Linked DNA regions of Mus musculus: region 1 is linked to region 2. A link is a contact called in public promoter capture Hi-C data. All regions are on one chromosome and are shown on one strand. Each heading gives the region's core, a stretch centred on a gene start, on an enhancer-like site or on the middle of the called end of the contact. The rest is flanking DNA. Distances are from core to core; before and after follow the strand shown.

Region 1 (4,190 bases), core at 839-3,338, 33 kb after region 2:
TTCTTGCATGTGTGGCTTTCCATGGAAGGGTGGTTGGCCCACCAGGGATTATATTCTTAAAGAAAACTGACTTCTCTCCAGGTTGGGATTTTATCTAACTTGAGCTTCCAAAGGTCTTGTGCATGCTGTCACAACTGCTGAGTTCATACCTACAACTACCAAGCTGTGTCCAGAAAATAGTGCTTCCATTCACTACCTCTGGCTCTTACCTTTTTTTCATAGTCTCTTCAGCAATGATTCCCAAGTGTTAGGAGGACAAAACATGCTATCTACATTTCATTTAGGGCTGAGCATTCTGCAGTCTCTTAATCTCTGAATGGTGAACAGTCATGGTTCTCAGTTAATCACCATCTACTGAAAATAGAAATTTCTCTTATGAATGTTGAAGGGTGCATTAATCTGTGGGTATAGCAACAAGTCATTGGTTGTTTTTAATACTATGTCAATTTAGCTGTATAGTAGTAGTATGTTCTCTTCTGTGGCCTATAACCTATCTAACCACAGGTCCATGGTCCAATAATGATGGTCCACTTTGTGCATGTATGTGGTGTGTGTGTGTATGCTGTGAATTAGGCAATTTCTACAATAGGTATTCATATAGTGTAGGTCAACCCAAAAATGGTTACTTCCATGATGATGCTCATGCCATTATTGCACCAGTGGCTATTGTTGCCAGACAAGCCATTATTGCAGCTTGTAGGATTCACAGTTGGAATGCTACAAGAGTGATGATTATTTTTCTCCTCTAGTACCATGCAGAGTTCCTTCCAGCACTATGGAAGCTAGCCAGTAGAGATTAAGCTTCCAGATCAGGGCAAGCTTGATTTCTCCCTATTCTATGGTTCAAATATGTGGTATCTTCAGCAAGAGGGTATTATTATCAAGTTCTGGCAGGTAACCAAGAGCACTGACAATAGCCTGTAATATTTGGAGGGTAAGGGGACCTCACTGACAAAAGACTCCAGAGGAGATAACCCATACCTAGCACAAAGATTTTTATTCATTAGCCTGGGCTGTCTAGTGGGACATTGGTTGCCCAATTGTAGGGTAAATACATTTTAACTATTTGTGTTTGTGTGTGTGTGTGTGTGTGTTTAGAAACTTCTACAATAGTAGATTCCCATAGGACTTTAGTTTTATTTATCCATCACCATATTCCCTCCTCTACCTTCCCTGAATCAAGAACCTCAGCATAACATTTGATACCCGGAATCTGTTAGAGAAGAAAGTAGTGAGTACACACTTGGATTCATTGTCTCAGGAGGGCTTTCTGAATAGGACCCTGATAGCACAGGCATTAAGATCAACTAATAAGTGGAACTTCCAGAAACTAAAAAGCTTTTGTACAGCAAAGGACACCATTACTTGAGTGAAGATACAGCCTACAAAATGAAAAAAAAAAATTCTTTACCAGCTCTACATGTAACAGCGGGTTAGTATCTAAAATATACACAGAATTAAAAAAAAAACTAAACATCAAGAAAACAAACAACTCAATTTTTAAAAAATAGATATGGAAGTTAAGAGAGAAATCTCAAAAGATAAAACACAAATGTCCAAGAAGCATTTTTAAAAAATTGCTCAACATCCTGAGCCAATAGGGAAATTCAAATTGTAGCTACTATGATACTTCATCTTACTTGAGTCAGATGACTAAGTTGGGGGGTGGGGGGGGGGATGTGGCTGTGAACGTAAAGAGGAACAATTCTTCAGTGGTGGGAGAAGGACAAAGCAGTGCTGCCACTATGAACATCAATCAATGTGGAGCTTCCTCAAAAAGCTAAAATTAGACCTACCACAAAACTCGGCTATGCCACACTTGGTAATGAGTATTTCTTCACTAGAAATGTAGCCAAGAAATTATAGTGCTATTATTGTATGCTTTAATTATGCATAGACTTGTTTTTAAATGTTCTTGTCCAAGCTGTATAGATAATGGGAGTAACGCTTGTACAAACATGAGGAATGAGTCCAATCTTTAGAATTCATATTTTTAAAACAAAAATTCCAGACATGGGTCTGGAGAAACTGATGAGTGGTATGATAACTGGCTTCTCTTCTGGAGGATCCAAGCTTGATTTCCCACACTTATATGGTAACTCAAAATCATCTATAACTCTGGCTCCTGGAGATCTGGTGCATTATTTTGGCCTCCACAGGCATCAAACATGGTGCACAAATATACATTCAGGCAAAGCATCTGTATGCATAAGTAAAATAATAGTGTACACACCTGAAAACTCCTGGAAAGGTGGCAACAGACAGAAGCCTGGGGTCCACTGTCCAGCCTGGCTTACTTGGTGTGTTTCAGGCCAGGGAGAGAGCGCTCCAAAAAAAAAAAAAGATGGGGAGTTTTATATATATATATATAGCTCAGCAGGTAAAGGCTCCTGCCACCAAGCCTGATCTGAATTCAGTCTCTATCCATTGTAGATAAAGAGAACCAACTTCCACAGGATATGCTCAGACCTGCACACATGTACTGTGTAACGTGCATTCACACAATACGTACTCACAAAATAAATAAATAAATAAATTTTAAAAATGAAATTAAAAAAAAAAGAAACAAGTGGCAAGTGAGATGGCTCAGTAGGTAAGGTGATTGCGGCTAATCGTGACCACCGGAGTTCAATCCCCAGGACCCACATAACAGAAGGAAAGAACTGACTTCTGCAAGTTTTACAAAATGTACTTATTTTTGGTTGTGAGCCTAGCCTTTAACGGCTGAGCCATCTCTCCAGCCCAAAATGTACTTATTTTTATCACGTTTCCAAAACTTCGTGTTACTATAATGTATTTCATTCATTTTGGTTCTAACATAATAGAATTCCACAGCATTTCATGTGTAGTGAACAGCACCAACAAACTAAGAGATTCTGAAGATAATTTAAGTCTACTTAAAAATAATGGGAAACTTATTTTAAAACATAAAAGCACAGCGTATCAGTTGATATAACTCATAGTTCAAGAGAGATGTAAGTTGGTTCTGAGTTGTAGTTAATTTTGTGTGGGACTCCTATGAGGGAAGATGCACACCATCCTGTCTGTCCTGGGTGCATGTTTTTATAATGTCTTTTTCATTGTTACTGGGTTTTTGGTCTTTCTGTTTCTCACATCCCAGTCTAATGCCCCAATTGTACTTACAGGGGCATTTTAAATGAGTAGCTATTTTTAGTGGTTGGTTTGTCTGACTTATTCCTCCTTTCTGGGTCCCTTGTTGTTTCCCTGCCCCACGCAGCAAAGCTATAGCTAATTAATAATCCTCAGAAGCAAATCATGAAGCAAAAGAGAAAAGGCTTTCCTACTTATGAGAAGCAACTCAGCAGCTTCAAGAACCCACCTGTTTGTCTTCCCAGGACCTCAAGGAGTTTCTTCCCACCTATACAGGAAACCAAAGTCTCAGAGCTGTCTGCTGGCTCCCTTTCCTGCTAACTCTGTGACCACTTTGATGTGACTTTAATATATTATGTTGTCATCCTGCCATTGGCGAGTAGACAGATTTTTCTTTAATTTTGGGCTTGAAGCCAAGACATATGCAACAAATTGCAGGATCTAGCGACAAAGACATTTTGCTTATTTTCCCTTTTCTGTTGTAACAGTGAATGAAAGCTGGCAGTTTAGACCAGTTACAGCAAGGTCAAATAGCCTCACGTGAAACCCTCACTGCATGCCACCCCCCTTTTATAGCTTTTCAAATTGAATCTGTGAGTTTTCTGAGCTGTTACCCTAAAGTCAGGGTAAACATAGCTGCCTTTGAAGAGCAGGGTGGAAAGAGGTTACATAAGTCTGGCCTGTATGAGGTCCTGAGGGTTGCGTGTGAGCAATGATGTGTATAAAACACAAAGAGAACCTGGCTTAGGCAAAGGCCAGTAGCAGGCCAACACCATGTGGGCCCTACCACCCATTGTCCCCTCTCATTCATATTCAACAAGTCTGAAGCAAACAAGCTGAGACTCAACCCTTTGTCCCATTTCACTGATAGCCTTACCCTTCTCTTTGCCTCATAGATGTTAAGTTACTCTTCTAGCGGTCCCTTGCTGTCCATTCATTTTGCCAAAATTGTGTGTAGTGCAGGCTCCTCCGTTGGTTGTATATGGATGTACACGCTGCCTCCTACCAGCTGATCCCTTTTTATATTTGTACTTCAGGGCACTAACGAAGAGTAGTTCTGACTCCTTCGCATGACAGTT
Region 2 (4,569 bases), core at 112-2,611:
GGTGGAGACTATCCAGATAGAAGATGCAGAAAAGTCAGGAGGAAAGAAATCAAAACACTGCATACCCGTTGCATTTGCTCAAGCACAGGTGAGAAGGGACCAGTTCCGGCCGCATTTTCAAATGCAAAGATTAACCTGACTGGAAGCCAAAAGGCCTGGGAATCTCCACTGGCTCCCTTATTGGGCGACGTCGGGGTCTACGGATTCCTTCACGACACAGGTAGTATTGCAGTGGGTTTGGCCACAGATCCTCTTTGATAATCTCAGCGATTCTGTCAGATTCTGGAAGGCTGTGGTCCGAGAACCAGGTGAAGAAGCTGCAAATGAGATCTTGGTTTCTGCGAATGAAGGACTGGGGCTCATGCCCTCTCCGCCAAATGATTGGAGTGGAAAGAGACACCACTCGACCAGATGATCTCACTTCATATTCCTTGACAATCAGCTTGTTTCTGAAGTAGGGGTTTCTTCGAAAAAAGAACTTGAATTTGCAGCCAGTCTTAGGGTGTCTCAGTTCCTTCACCTCCAGACTGGTTACGTACCTTAACATCTCTGCATCCCGACCCCTAATCATGGCGGACAACTGAGGGTGGTTCCGGAAGGCAGTCATCCAGAAGCCTGGGATATTCTGAATGATGTAGTTCCTCCGTTCCAGGTAGTGTCGTCGCATTCGCCCAAACTTCTGCTCCAGATGTTGGAAGGCCCTGTCGGCCTGAGCATTCACAGTGTCCAGTTCCAGCTGGATGGCCTCCAGCGGGTTCCTGCGAAGATCTATGCCCAGGTGCCAGGGCCCTGCCTCCTCCGGCGCCTCCCTCACTCCTCCACTCGCCTCCAGCATCTCCATTTCTTCGCCCGCGGGCTTCTGCTCCACCTCCATCACCTCCTCGCTCCCTGGCGTGGCCACTTCTGACTTTTCCGCTGCAGCCGCGACGGTGCCCGGTTCCGTCTTCACGTCACGGGCCTGGGACTCCGCTCCCCGAGTTTCTTGGGCCTTCTCCACATATTTCGGTGTCACGAACACCGCTGCCGCGGGGCCCCGAACGGAAGGAGGTGACTCTCCCTGCCTAGCTGCGGCCACCCGAATCTGGGGGACAAGGCCCTCGACATCTCGGGGCGCGGGGCTCCCCACGATCCCTGCGCGGCCCTCACCTGTCACCGCCTTCTCCTCGCCGAGCAGCGGTCGCCGGTCTGGGGTCCCCGAGACAGTGTCAGCATCGCAGTGGCCGCGGCTGTCGGGGACAGGGGTCCCCTCGTCCCGCTCCGGGCTGCTCATGTCGGGTCTAGTCGCGCAGACCTCCGCCTACAAACAACAACCCTCACGGTCCCCCGCAACCCCAGCTCCGCCCCTCGCTCTCTCCAGCGCAGTGACGCCAGAGCCACAGCCCGCAAGTCTCGCGAGAACCTGCAGCGCACCTGATTGGTTCTTCAGCTCGTGACTTCCGTATTTGTTTGGCTTCTGTAAATGTAGCGGATAGCGGTTGTCACGTTTGTTTCCGTAAAGGGATGTCAATCATCCTAGGAGACTGAAGACAGTGGCGGGGCTTCTGGACCTGGCTTCTGGACCCTTCGCCCGCATCCGGGCTGCAGCCGTGTGTGTGTCTGTGTCTGCAAACAAGTTCATCCCCTTTCCACTTATGTGGAACGGTAAAAACACCTCCTGGTATTAGACAAAGCTAGGAGCCAAATGTTTGTATTAACCAAGGTGAATGCCACGGTTCCCCACCACCACCACCACCACCACCACCACCACCACCACCACCACAGAACTGAAAAAAATAATGAAGTCTAGCTTGGTGTGATGGCCCTTGTCTGTCGCCTCAGTGCTCTGGTGCTGAGGAGGATCGTTGACTTGGAGGCTAACCTGGGCTGCATACACGTTGGCTCAAAATAATAATAAAAACTCAGTTCTATTCTAAGCTCTGACGTTACTGGGGAACAAAGATCTGTGGGTTTGCTTTGGGAATTATTCTTTTTGGAAAAGATTTTGTGGTCATCATTAATGATTGTTTTTACTGGTGTGTCTTGCACCGTGGCATCGAATAGTTTGCATAACAATCCTCTGATGTATTAAGATATCCATTTTATTGAGACAAGGAGAGACTGGGTCTCTTACCAGAATAACATAGAAAATGACAGAGCGATGATTTGAGCCCTGGACATTTGATTCCCGGGTTCTCTGAACGGGATGTGACGTCACTTTAGGACATAGGCATAAATGCATAGTCTATATCAAGTTGATACATATTTTCTCCCACCTCCTTTCCGCATCCATAAATAGATTAATATTTAAGAACACATTCATTTCCTTTCTGTTTTGAGAAAAAGAAGGTAGTTATTCGTGGTCCTCAAATTCAAATTTACCAGAAAAATGTCACCTTCTGTATAACAAATATTTCCAAAACACCATTTAACGTTTTTCGATAAAGTTCATAGACAATATAACCCATCTACACACATAAATAGAAAATTTAACAATTTTACTATAAAGCTTACTGTAGTGGTGGCGATTTTAGTATAGCAAAGGGGTCACCGACTTAGGTTATTATAAGAACTATATGACGTGGCATTTATCACAGTGGTAAACGCACCAATAAGAATGGCGTGGTTAGAAAATTACACATCTCATAAAAGTAACTGCGGATGGAGAGTGACACAGATGCCTATGTCAGGTCTTCTGAAACTGTAATCCAATTTTGGTGAAGTTCTGGTAAATAATGTCTCCTCCTCTCTCCCTTGCACTGTTTCTTCCACACAGAGAAAGGAATTTCCACGGTTAAATTCTTGCTAGGCGTGTTATTTCCAACGACTGTCACTAGAGGGAGCGACTTCTCCTTTAGAAAATGATGCTACACCTATGACAGAATGGATTCTTGTAAATGAAATTGAGCCACAGTCTTTTACTGAGACTAAACTATGAATGTTAGACGATGCATCTTAGACATGATTCATTTTATTATTATTTTCCACTAACTATCATATAGAAGTGTCCACTTGGTTTTGTTTAGTCTGACAAGGTCCCCATTTGTCTTCAACTTGATTCAAGTTCTAGCTTTGGTTTGTTTGACCTGGACAAGTCACCCCTCTAGGCAGGCAAAGGTGCTTGCTGCGTAGCCTAAAGATAAGTTTAATCCCCAAGACCGGACCAATGGGGAAGAAAGAAAAAATGACTCCTGCAAGTTTTCCTTTGTTCACCACAAGGATCCCCCATGGCACACAAACACACACACACAACCAATCAATGAATTAATTTGATTTGTTTTGATTTTTGTCTTTGTTTTTCAAGACGGTTTCTATGTGTAGCCTTGGCTGTCCTGGAACTCTATCTGGTGCTTACGCCTCCAGAGTGCTGGGATTAAAGGCATGTGCCACCACTGCCCCACAATTTCAAATAATTGTTAATACTTAAAATGGAAACTATCATTTATATTTTAGAACTCTAATATGAAGATGACACAAGATGTATAAAGTATAAAATGATATATAAAGTAGGTAGCATTGTAAGCTTTCAATTAGCAGAACATAGTAATATTATTTACATTCTATGCTGAAGCTTACATGTATTTTAATTAAGTTTTTGTGCACTAACTTAATGATTTCAGGTAGAGCATTAATGCATTCATTCAGATAAGGATATTGAATGTATGTGTTATGGAGGAAATGAGCTTGACTTGGTTCCTGCTTTGGATAAGGACTGACTGACCAAGCCAGCTCAATCAGTCAACAGGTTCTCCAGGGCAGCAGAGAAGATTAAAAAGAAAAAAGACAATTAGACAACACTGTAGCATGACCCAGCCAGTTCTGAGGCTGAGGCAGGTTTATTTTTTTCCAAATCTGCTTTTATATCATTTTAATTACATGTAAGTAATAAGTCAGATCTAGGTGAAGGAACAAGCAAGACAATAAGTACAAATAGTCAAGGAACAAGCAAAGCAATAAACAAAGTCCTGTTTCTAAGGGCTTATCAGGATGAAGAAGATATCTGAGCCTACTTCTGGGTCCTAGGCCAAATTCCCATTCTTGCCTGAAGCCTACTTCTTTGTTCTAGCCTAAAATTAGATTCTAGCCTGAACTTACTTCCTTGTCATGGCCCAATGTCAGATTCCTGCCAAGCGGTCCCAAAAGCTGTCCACAGTTGACCAGCTTGAGAAAGAGGTGAAGCCTGGGGACATAGGAAGCATGTTTGCACAGTAGCCCAGCTACTGCACTGTGCACTCTACACTTGTCTAATGGAATTTCCATGTCCATGTGGCTACTATATCAGTCACATTCACTCATTTAATGTGCTGAATGGTAATATATGAGAAATGACTGCTAAACTGAAGACCACACAACATCCCTTGTGAGACAGTTCAGTTGGACATTTTTCTAGACACAGCATCATGGTAGGAGATAGAAGGAATGCTGGAACTAAAATGGCCTACAAAGAGATCTCAGAGACACCACTTTTAAATGCTTTATGCAGAAAAAAAGCAATAGAATCCATTCTTTAGCTCACGTTATTAAAAGAATATAAAAGAATATAAATATATATTATATAATAATGTATAATATAAATATATAAATATGTATAAT

Evidence for each region. Promoter capture Hi-C pulls out the DNA fragments that hold promoters and counts their contacts.
Region 1: a promoter capture Hi-C map of the HPC-7 cell line shows a contact between it and region 2. The contact joins the enhancer-like site here to the promoter of Tspyl1 in region 2. A contact is called at or near these places in 6 of 39 promoter capture datasets (3T3-L1-derived adipocytes, the C10 cell line, the HPC-7 cell line and 3 more), 15 of 484 Hi-C or Micro-C datasets (the HPC-5 cell line, the HPC-7 cell line, LSK cells and 6 more), 12 of 115 datasets of contacts at active chromatin or transcription factors (the HPC-7 cell line, the SCID.adh cell line, bone marrow-derived dendritic cells and 4 more) and 3 of 9 other capture datasets (adipose tissue, liver and pancreatic islet).

Annotation. Positions count from the first base shown.
Region 1 is chr10:34,247,304-34,251,493 of GRCm38.p6, reverse strand. All of the region lies in intron 1 of Gm26564 (a long non-coding RNA gene), which reads left to right. Among named protein-coding and RNA genes, the nearest start is that of Tspyl1, 33 kb to the left of the region's middle. Within about 2 kb of position 2,088, at least 35 of the 459 cell types and tissues checked have an H3K27ac peak or open chromatin away from gene starts, as enhancers often do. A contact at or near this core is called in the HPC-7 cell line, bone marrow-derived macrophages and pre-megakaryocyte-erythroid progenitors, where this site is marked.
Region 2 is chr10:34,278,982-34,283,550 of GRCm38.p6, reverse strand. It overlaps Tspyl1 (testis-specific protein, Y-encoded-like 1), which reads right to left and starts at 1,361. Exons shown (of 1, transcript NM_009433.3): 1 at 1-1,361. The coding sequence starts at 1,270. The coding sequence ends at 131. The region is part of intron 1 of Gm26564 (a long non-coding RNA gene); the gene reads left to right.